Regions from separate parts of the Anser cygnoides genome. Here region 2 is linked to region 1. The links are chromatin contacts, called in public Hi-C maps. All regions are on one chromosome and are shown on one strand. The core of a region is the stretch at or near the end of the contact, and the rest is flanking DNA. Distances in the headings are between cores, read along the strand shown. Region 1 holds the start of DBH (dopamine beta-hydroxylase). Region 2 overlaps CACFD1 (calcium channel flower domain containing 1).

Region 1 (3,585 bases), core at 430-2,929:
CCTCACTTCTTGCCTGGATTTACGAGCAGTGGCTTGGAGAAACTGAAGCGGGGGAGAGATATACATATTTTTTTCTCCTCTTTAAGTAAATTCCCACTGCTTATCTCCAAAGTTCAGCTGTTTTCAAGCTGACCTGCCCGCCTTATGCTGTTCTGCTGCAAATTCCTTCTGTACAGGAAAGCTCAGGAGCTCCACTTGCACATGCCAGCAACCTGGGGATTCATCTCTAATAGACGGAGGTAGAGCTCGTTAGCTAAGGACCCCCTCTTGCCCCCCGATGAGGATCATTTTCCTTCCTGCCACGCTGACAGCGTGGCTTCGTTCCCCTTGCAACTCGGAAACAAAGCCAAGAGAGGAGGAGAAGCCGTGCTTGGAGGGTAGGAACGGGGCAAGGCAAAAATCTGTTCTCAGGGCCCTTTGTCACGCAGCCAGCTGTCTGCCCGAGGAACCGGGGCTGGCATCCGAGGGACACCCATCTGAGGCTGCCAGCATCTCGCTCAGCACGGCTGGGACCGAGCCCAGGAGCCGGGGGCACGGCGGGGACGCTGCCTCCTCCTGCAGGGTGCGGAGAGGCTGAGCGGTGCCACCGAGGAGGTGCAGCCCCTCGGCTGCTCCCCGCCTGCTGCAGCCTCCCCGGGGTGCTGCGGGGTTCGGTGCCACCTCCTGCAGGCACCGAGAGGCTTCGGGGGGGAAGGAGCGTTCCCAGCCTGTCTCTGGTACCTCCTCACTGTGCCATCCTGACGTGTGATTTTGAAGCTGACACCAGCAGCAGCTGGGGTTTGCCGATGACACCCTCGTCTGGAGAGCTCGGCTCGTCAGCTTTGCTTTGTGTCGGTCTTTGCCTGGCAAAGCTGAGTGAGAGAGCACCCGTAAGCCAGAGGTCACCCTGCAAGGAGAGCACCGTGGGTCGATCGCCGTGCCCCTGGATAACCGCCGTGTCTCAGGACACGATGAGAACCTCATTGAGTGCAGCAGAGGTGCACACGTTGATGATTCATTGCAACACCGGGCACCAAGCTCCATCCTCGCGTTACGCAGCGCTGGGGAACCGGCTCTGCCCGGCGACATTGCTGCAAGGACCGCGAGCGAAACCCGAGCTCCACGGGGACGGAGGGGACTCCGGGAGGCATCCAAGGGCGCTGCTTGTCACGGGAGCTGGCACTGATACAACGGGGCCACAAGCTCCGAGTGTAAACCAGGCAGTGTGTGTGTATCAGAGCTTGAGGCTCTTCGTTCCGGTTAGCGCAGAAAAGTTAATATCCAAAAGAGAACGCAGCAGGCCAAAGAGATGAGAAGGGGGATGGTGGGGGACAAAAGGGTATCTTCAAACCAGAGCTGAAGTCCCAGCTGCTACAAAAACAAAGGAATAACAACTATTTAATGCCTCCAAAGGAGCAGGCAGGCAGGGCCTTCGACGGGAGCCACAGCGGGGCCACACAGAGCCGTCGACAGGCAGCAGCGGCAGGGCACAGCATGGCCGTGCAAGGAGCAGCTTGCAAGAAAGCGGCACTTTGCAGCCACTAAGGATGATTTAAGAGCAAATAACATCAGCCCAGTCGAGTTCAATTGCTATTGATAATGTCCATGTGCAATTAGAGCCAATTAAGGGGAGGCAGAGAATGACAAGTGTTTGGCCAGGAGGTGGGGGGGTGGGGGGGGAGTCAATACCACAATCCAATTTCCCCACAACCAAATGCAATTAAAGAGTATCGCTTACCCGGCTCGCCCAGGAGGGCCAGCGCATAAATGGCAAAAGCCAGGAGGGCGGCTGCCATCCTGCCCAGCATGCAGACCTCCGGCAGCAAGCCGTGCCCCTGCCCCGGCTTCAAGCTGCGGGAGGTGGCGTCCGTGTACTTCACCATGATCGCCGTGTTCCTGGTCATCCTGGTGGCCGCCCTGCAGGGCTCGGCGCCCCGCGGCACCTATTTTCCCTACAAGGTGCCCCTCGATCCCCAGGGGCTGCTCGAGCTCTCCTGGAACGTCAGCTACCCCGAGCAAGCGGTGTACTTCCAGATCCTCAGCAGGGAACTCAAGTTCGGGCTCCTCTTCGGGATGTCGGACCGGGGAGAGTTTGAGAATGCGGACCTGGCCGTGCTCTGGAGCGACGGGCACAGCTCGTATTTTGGGGTGAGTTGCACGTGTTTTGTCACGGCTGCTTTTGGGGTTGCTGCCCGACGGGTGAATCTGATCTATTTAATTGGGGCAGAGCTGGTCCAGAGCACGGCACGGGGCTGAGCGGGGCTAGACTGCTCTCGCTGCTCAATGAAAGTGGTCCAAAAGAGCTGGGGGGGTTCTGGTCCAGAGGCCTATGCTGTGGGCTTGGTATAGGATCTGAAATCCGAAGAGAAAGGGATAAATGCAGTAACTCTGCTGTACTCATCCGCAAGCGCTCCAACAGGTGGTTGCACAGAGAGCTCGGCTACACGCAAACGCAGGCTGCATCGACAGCTTGGTTCGCCTGTGCGCTGCCCTCAGCCGCATTAAAAATTAACCACCGCTCCCATTCCTGACTTTGAGAAAGCGCAAAAGTTATCAACCAGCAAGTCTGCTCCTGCCAGCGCCAATGAGCCGCCTGCAACTCACGTTTGCAGCTACAGCAGAGATCAACAGGACACGGGAAAACCCAATCCGACGGCCGCCTGCCAGCAGCGTGGTGTTATCAGAAATTAAACAGGCAGAAGTATTTGGGCGGTATGCAAATGCCCGGTGGTAGCAGATGGGGAGGGGGAACTCGTTTGTAGCTTTGCCATTTGATTTTTTTGTCCTTTCTTACACAGTCCGTTTGTCCAGGCTCTCCTGTGGTTTGTCTTTCCGCCGGGGCTGGAGCTGCAATACCTCACCCCGTGCCCTCCGGCAGCTCCCTGTCCCCAGATCACCACGTTAGGTTTATTGCAATTGCGCTTCACTGCAGAAAGCAATTCACATTTTCCCTGTGTGAAGCTTTCCAGTAAGTTAAATTTTACCTCTCTGCTTACTTGAAATTAGCCGTAAAATATATTCTTTCACAATCAGCTGCAATGTGATCTGCAGTGCAATGAAAGGATGAAAAGGAGGGCTTATTATCTGTACTGTTTTCCTGCTAATTACCAGCCATTCAGGATGTGTGATGACCCAAATGCTACAGTATTTCACAGCATCATGTTAAAAAAAACATAAAGGATCATTGCTAATCTGCCTTCTTGTGCTCACTGGAAGACAAACAGCGCTGAATTAAACGCCGAGCAGCATTGGGGCTCTCTCTTTCAGTTGGTGCTGAAGAGCATCCTGCAAGGAGCTCTCTGTAAACCTCTACAGCCCTGGTTTTCTCTCTCCCAGCAGTCTTTCTGCTGGATAAGGATGTCAGCTGTTAAAGAGATCCAAATTTGCTCACCCCCCCATGTACTATGAGATTAATTTGCACAACGCACTCCTATGAAAACAAATGTCATGCTAGCTTCATGTAGCTGATTTTATTCTCCCCCTCTAAGGACAATATGTTCTCGAAATATCACTCTATACTTCTGGCTGAAACGATGCCAAGATGCTTTATTCTTTTTCTTTTATTTCTTCCCCCGAGATGAGAGAACCAGTGCCACTGGTATTGGT
Region 2 (3,904 bases), core at 350-2,849, 100 kb before region 1:
TGGGTGAATGTGGGAGAAGAAACAGGCAGGAGGATTGCCGATGGCTCGGGGAGTCAGACAGCTTGCTCTGTGGCCTGGGCAGTCTCACTTTGTGGGGTCTGTGGGGCAGAAAGCAAGTCAGCCGGGGTCACAGGCTCCTGGTAGGAGCAGGGACCCGGGAGGTCATGGAAGGAGGCAATCCTCCATGCTGGTGACAGGCCTCCTCAAAACGCTCCTTGTTCAGCATCGCCTTGTTGAAGGTGGCCTGTTAGGACAAGGGCTGACTGATAACTAGGCAAGGTTGGAGTGTGCCTCTAATTTCAGAGCTCGCTACGAAGGAACAGAACTCATTTATACGGATTTTGGACGTCTGGGTTGTGGCTGCTACAGGCCTAGGTTATTTTATGCAGGAGGAAGAATTTCCTGTAGGATGGATGGGAAACTTTGTCAGTGGAGGTGAGGCTGGGAGGTGACACCTACCACGTGCCAACACCTGTAACCAGCAAGATCAAGCCAGAAAGGGCTGGGAGGTGGAGCACAAGCGAGACAAACAAGGCTCAGGGTCTGTTTCTGGCTCCTGCACAGCCTGGCTTGGTGACCTCGGTCGAGTCCCCTCTCCCCCTTGTGTTCCCATTTGTAAAAGGACGATGGGAGTCTGTGGCTTTTGTAAAATGCTCTAGGAGCAAAAATAGGGTTGCATTGAGGACAGTGACCAGCTGCTTGGAATGAATAGAGGCTTTGTGGGGGGTGGTGTGTTTTTTTTTTTTTTTTACTTCCTCGTTTTAGCTCCCAGTTATTTGTGCTTCCCCAGGGCCTCAGGACGGGACAGCAGTTAAACAAATGGCAGGACTGTCTTCCATAGCTTACGTGCCATCGAGCATTATCTGAATTTGAAGCCTCTTGTGAGGCTTTGTTGTGCAAAAAGAAGCCTCTGGGTTGGCTCCGCGTCCCTTTTGGCTACAGAGGCAGGAGCCGATCCTGCCCCAGCGGGACCAGGATGTGCCAGGCTGCCGCAGGATGCATTGCACTGCAAAGGAGACTGAAGGTCACCGAATCGTTATCTCTGTGGCTGTTGGCAACCACCACTGAGTGCAGTGCTCCTGCGATTATAAACCTTTGACTCCTTTCCTGCTGGTTGGTGCTCGTGCTGACGTAGGGACTCGCTCAGCTCAGGCCTGCTGGGTCATTAGTCCATTGGCAACCAGGGCGATCGCTTCGCTGAGGCTCCTGTGAGGACATTCAGTGGTCAAGGGTTGTTTTGGGATGAAAACAAAACTTGAAGAACTGAACCAAAGCCCTGACAAAGCGAAACCCTGATTGACTAGGGTAAAAAGAAATAAAAAAATAGTAGGGCCAAAGTCCTGCTTGGAAAATAACATTCTGCCTCCCTAGGTTTGCTCTGTGGTTGAGGCTGATTTTGTAGCTCTGAACCTCTTGCACTGCTCTGCTCCACTGTGCTGTTAACCAGGGCAGGGCTCTGCCCTTGCCCTTTCAGTGGTAGTCAAGGTGCTGCTGGGTTTTGCTGTTCTGCTAATAATAAAATGCTTGAAAGTCATTTAAGGTTATTTTCAGAAGTGTGTTTTTCTGTGAAGAAAAAGTGTTAGAAGTCCATGGTGCGGACTTGTGTCACAAGTGTCACAAGTCCCCTGAGCTCCTCTTCCGAGAGCATCCAAGGGTTTTTTGGTCACAGAGTTAGAAACGTCCCTGCCTGCTGCTCCTTACAATCCTGCTTGCTGGTGCTTTGCCAGCTCTCCGTCTGTTTGCGTGTGTGCATCATCCCACCCCGGTGCCTCAGTTTCCCCCTGCAGTGCAGGGACACTGACACTGATCCCTTTGTGATGGGAGGATGAGAAGTGCCCTTGGAGCGCGGCTGGTAGCATGTCCTGTGGCATTTCTGCTCTGTAGGGATCTTGTTCTAGCAGGAATCTCCAGGAGATTTTGGGTCCTAGGGGACAGTCCTAGGAAGCCTCTAAAAATAAACCTGTTTGGTTGTTTTCTAAAATCAGGGGGCCACTTGCTTGTGGGGTGACCTTAGCCTGGTCCTATCATAGGCCTGCAGCTCTGTTTCCCAGTCTGGTAAATAAGGGTAAATATTCTTGAGGAAACCTTGAGGATTCAGCAGTGGATGCCTGAAGGAAACCTTGCAAACTCGTGCCAAGCTTTTGAAGGTCAGGACTGCTCACAGCAGCCCTGCTCAGGGATTCCCTTAGCAAAACATGAGCAGACTTCAGAAATACCTGGATCCAGGCTGATTCTCACATTCACACCGCTCTCTTCATTATTCAGCTGCACATCCCAGGCCAGCCTTTAAGGGCTGTATAATTTCAGATGCGGTTCTGCACTGTGTTGTTGTTTACTGGGGATGCAGCCCCTGCCTCGCCGCCCTCCCTCCCGTGGGCTCGGGTTCCCAGGTGAGCAGCAGCAGCCTCTCGGTGTCAGCGGGGGAAAGGGGCCGTATCGAGTGCAGGGAGCTCTTTGCAAGTTTAATGAGGCAGGAGGTGGGTGCCTGCAGCCTGGCTGCTGGCTGCTTCCTCTCCTGGCATTACGAATTCAGGAGAGCAGGAGCTATTCTGGGCCTTGCTTTAACCAGCAGCCACTTCCATTTGTATTAGCAGAGACCCAAAACTGGCTCTTTTCTGCCAATCTTTAGCAGAGTTGCACAGAACTAGCAGTGTGTGACCAAGACCGGGTTCACCTCTCCTTTATTTTCAGCCTGAAAGGGCTGCAAGTAATTTTTTTGCTGAACTTTTCCCCGTGCTGCTCTGAGATGGGTGCCGGCAGGGTCGTCTTTGTTCAGTCCTGGGGCAAACCAGTGGTTCCTTTGCAAATAAAACCCGGGGTGCCACGTATGTGACCGCACATAAAAGCAAACACTGTTCTGAGCAGGCGTCACACTGAGGCACCAAGCATTCAGAGCAGAAGGATACCTGGATGCTGGGCCAGGTAGGATGGGAACAAACCCTCCACCTGCATCCTGCTCTCCTCGGGCCATCAGCCCTTCTGTGCTGGTCTGTGCACGCTGCTCTGCAGTGCCCGGAGGTGCCAGCCAAGGCAAGGACCCTTCTGGGCAGCTCCAGCGCTGTCTGTCCGGACAGATGAGCCCAAAGCACAGGAGGGCACAACCCTGCTGGTGTGGCTGCAGGGCAGGCTGGAGCTGGGAGAAGCCAGCCCTGCTGGCCAGCCTCCGACCCCGCTGTCCTGTGGGTCTTTGTGGTCACCGAAAGCCTCTTCTTGCCTTCCAGCCTGTGCCTTTGCTGGTCTGTGGAACTGCGTCACCATCAACCCCCTGAACATAGCAGCTGGCGTGTGGATGATGTGAGTGGAGTTTCTGTTCTTTTTTTTTTTCTGCCGGGAGGGAGATGGGATCCTTGGGGGTCCCTTCCCGCTCAGGGTACCCCGTGATTCTGGCCATTAGGCACCACGGAGCGAGGGGCAGAGCTGAGGTGAAATGTCTGCCCTGTCCTGCGGGCGGGCGTGAATTGCCAGGTCTTGCTCAGTCAGACCGGTGGAGACACAAGCTTTATCCTATTTATGTCCCCATTTATATTCCTCTTCTCTCCTTACCCCCCTCCCCACCCCTTTTTAGGTAAATACCGCAGTAACCTTACCCAAAATAAATCTGGGGCCTGGGGTTGGGAATTATCAAGAAGGGGGGAGAGGGAAGCGGGGTCCAGCCCCGCTGCGTGCTTCCGCTTTGGTGTGGCCGGGGGCACGGCTGACCCTCGCTCTGGGGCAGTGTTAACTCTCGTGTGCTCTACCTGGAGGCTCAACGCCTTCGTCCTGTTCCTGTGCGAAGCCCCCTTCTGCTGCCAGTTCATCGAGTTCGCCAACGCCGTGTCTGCGAGGGCGGACAAGCTGCGGCCCTGGCAGAAAGCTGCTTTCTACTGCGGGTGAGGATGCTCCCGGGGCCGGGCACTGGGCCTTT

What was found. Hi-C and Micro-C count contacts between places; a contact is called where the count stands out from the background.
Region 2: a contact with region 1 is called in a Hi-C map of liver, with 5 times the contacts expected there. The contact joins the enhancer-like site here to the promoter of DBH in region 1. A contact is called at or near these places in 2 of 7 Hi-C or Micro-C datasets (both in liver).

The regions. Positions count from the first base shown.
Region 1 is chr20:4,334,801-4,338,385 of Taihu_goose_T2T_genome, reverse strand. It overlaps DBH (dopamine beta-hydroxylase), which reads left to right and starts at 1,679. Exons shown (of 13, transcript XM_066981006.1): 1 at 1,679-1,765; 2 at 1,768-2,127. The coding sequence starts at 1,694.
Region 2 is chr20:4,436,261-4,440,164 of Taihu_goose_T2T_genome, reverse strand. It overlaps CACFD1 (calcium channel flower domain containing 1), which reads left to right. Exons shown (of 5, transcript XM_066980695.1): 2 at 3,222-3,294; 3 at 3,716-3,869. Among named protein-coding and RNA genes, the nearest start is that of CACFD1, 4.0 kb to the left of the region's middle. Within about 2 kb of position 1,599, at least 1 of the 3 cell types and tissues checked has open chromatin away from gene starts, as enhancers often do. A contact at or near this core is called in liver, where this site is marked.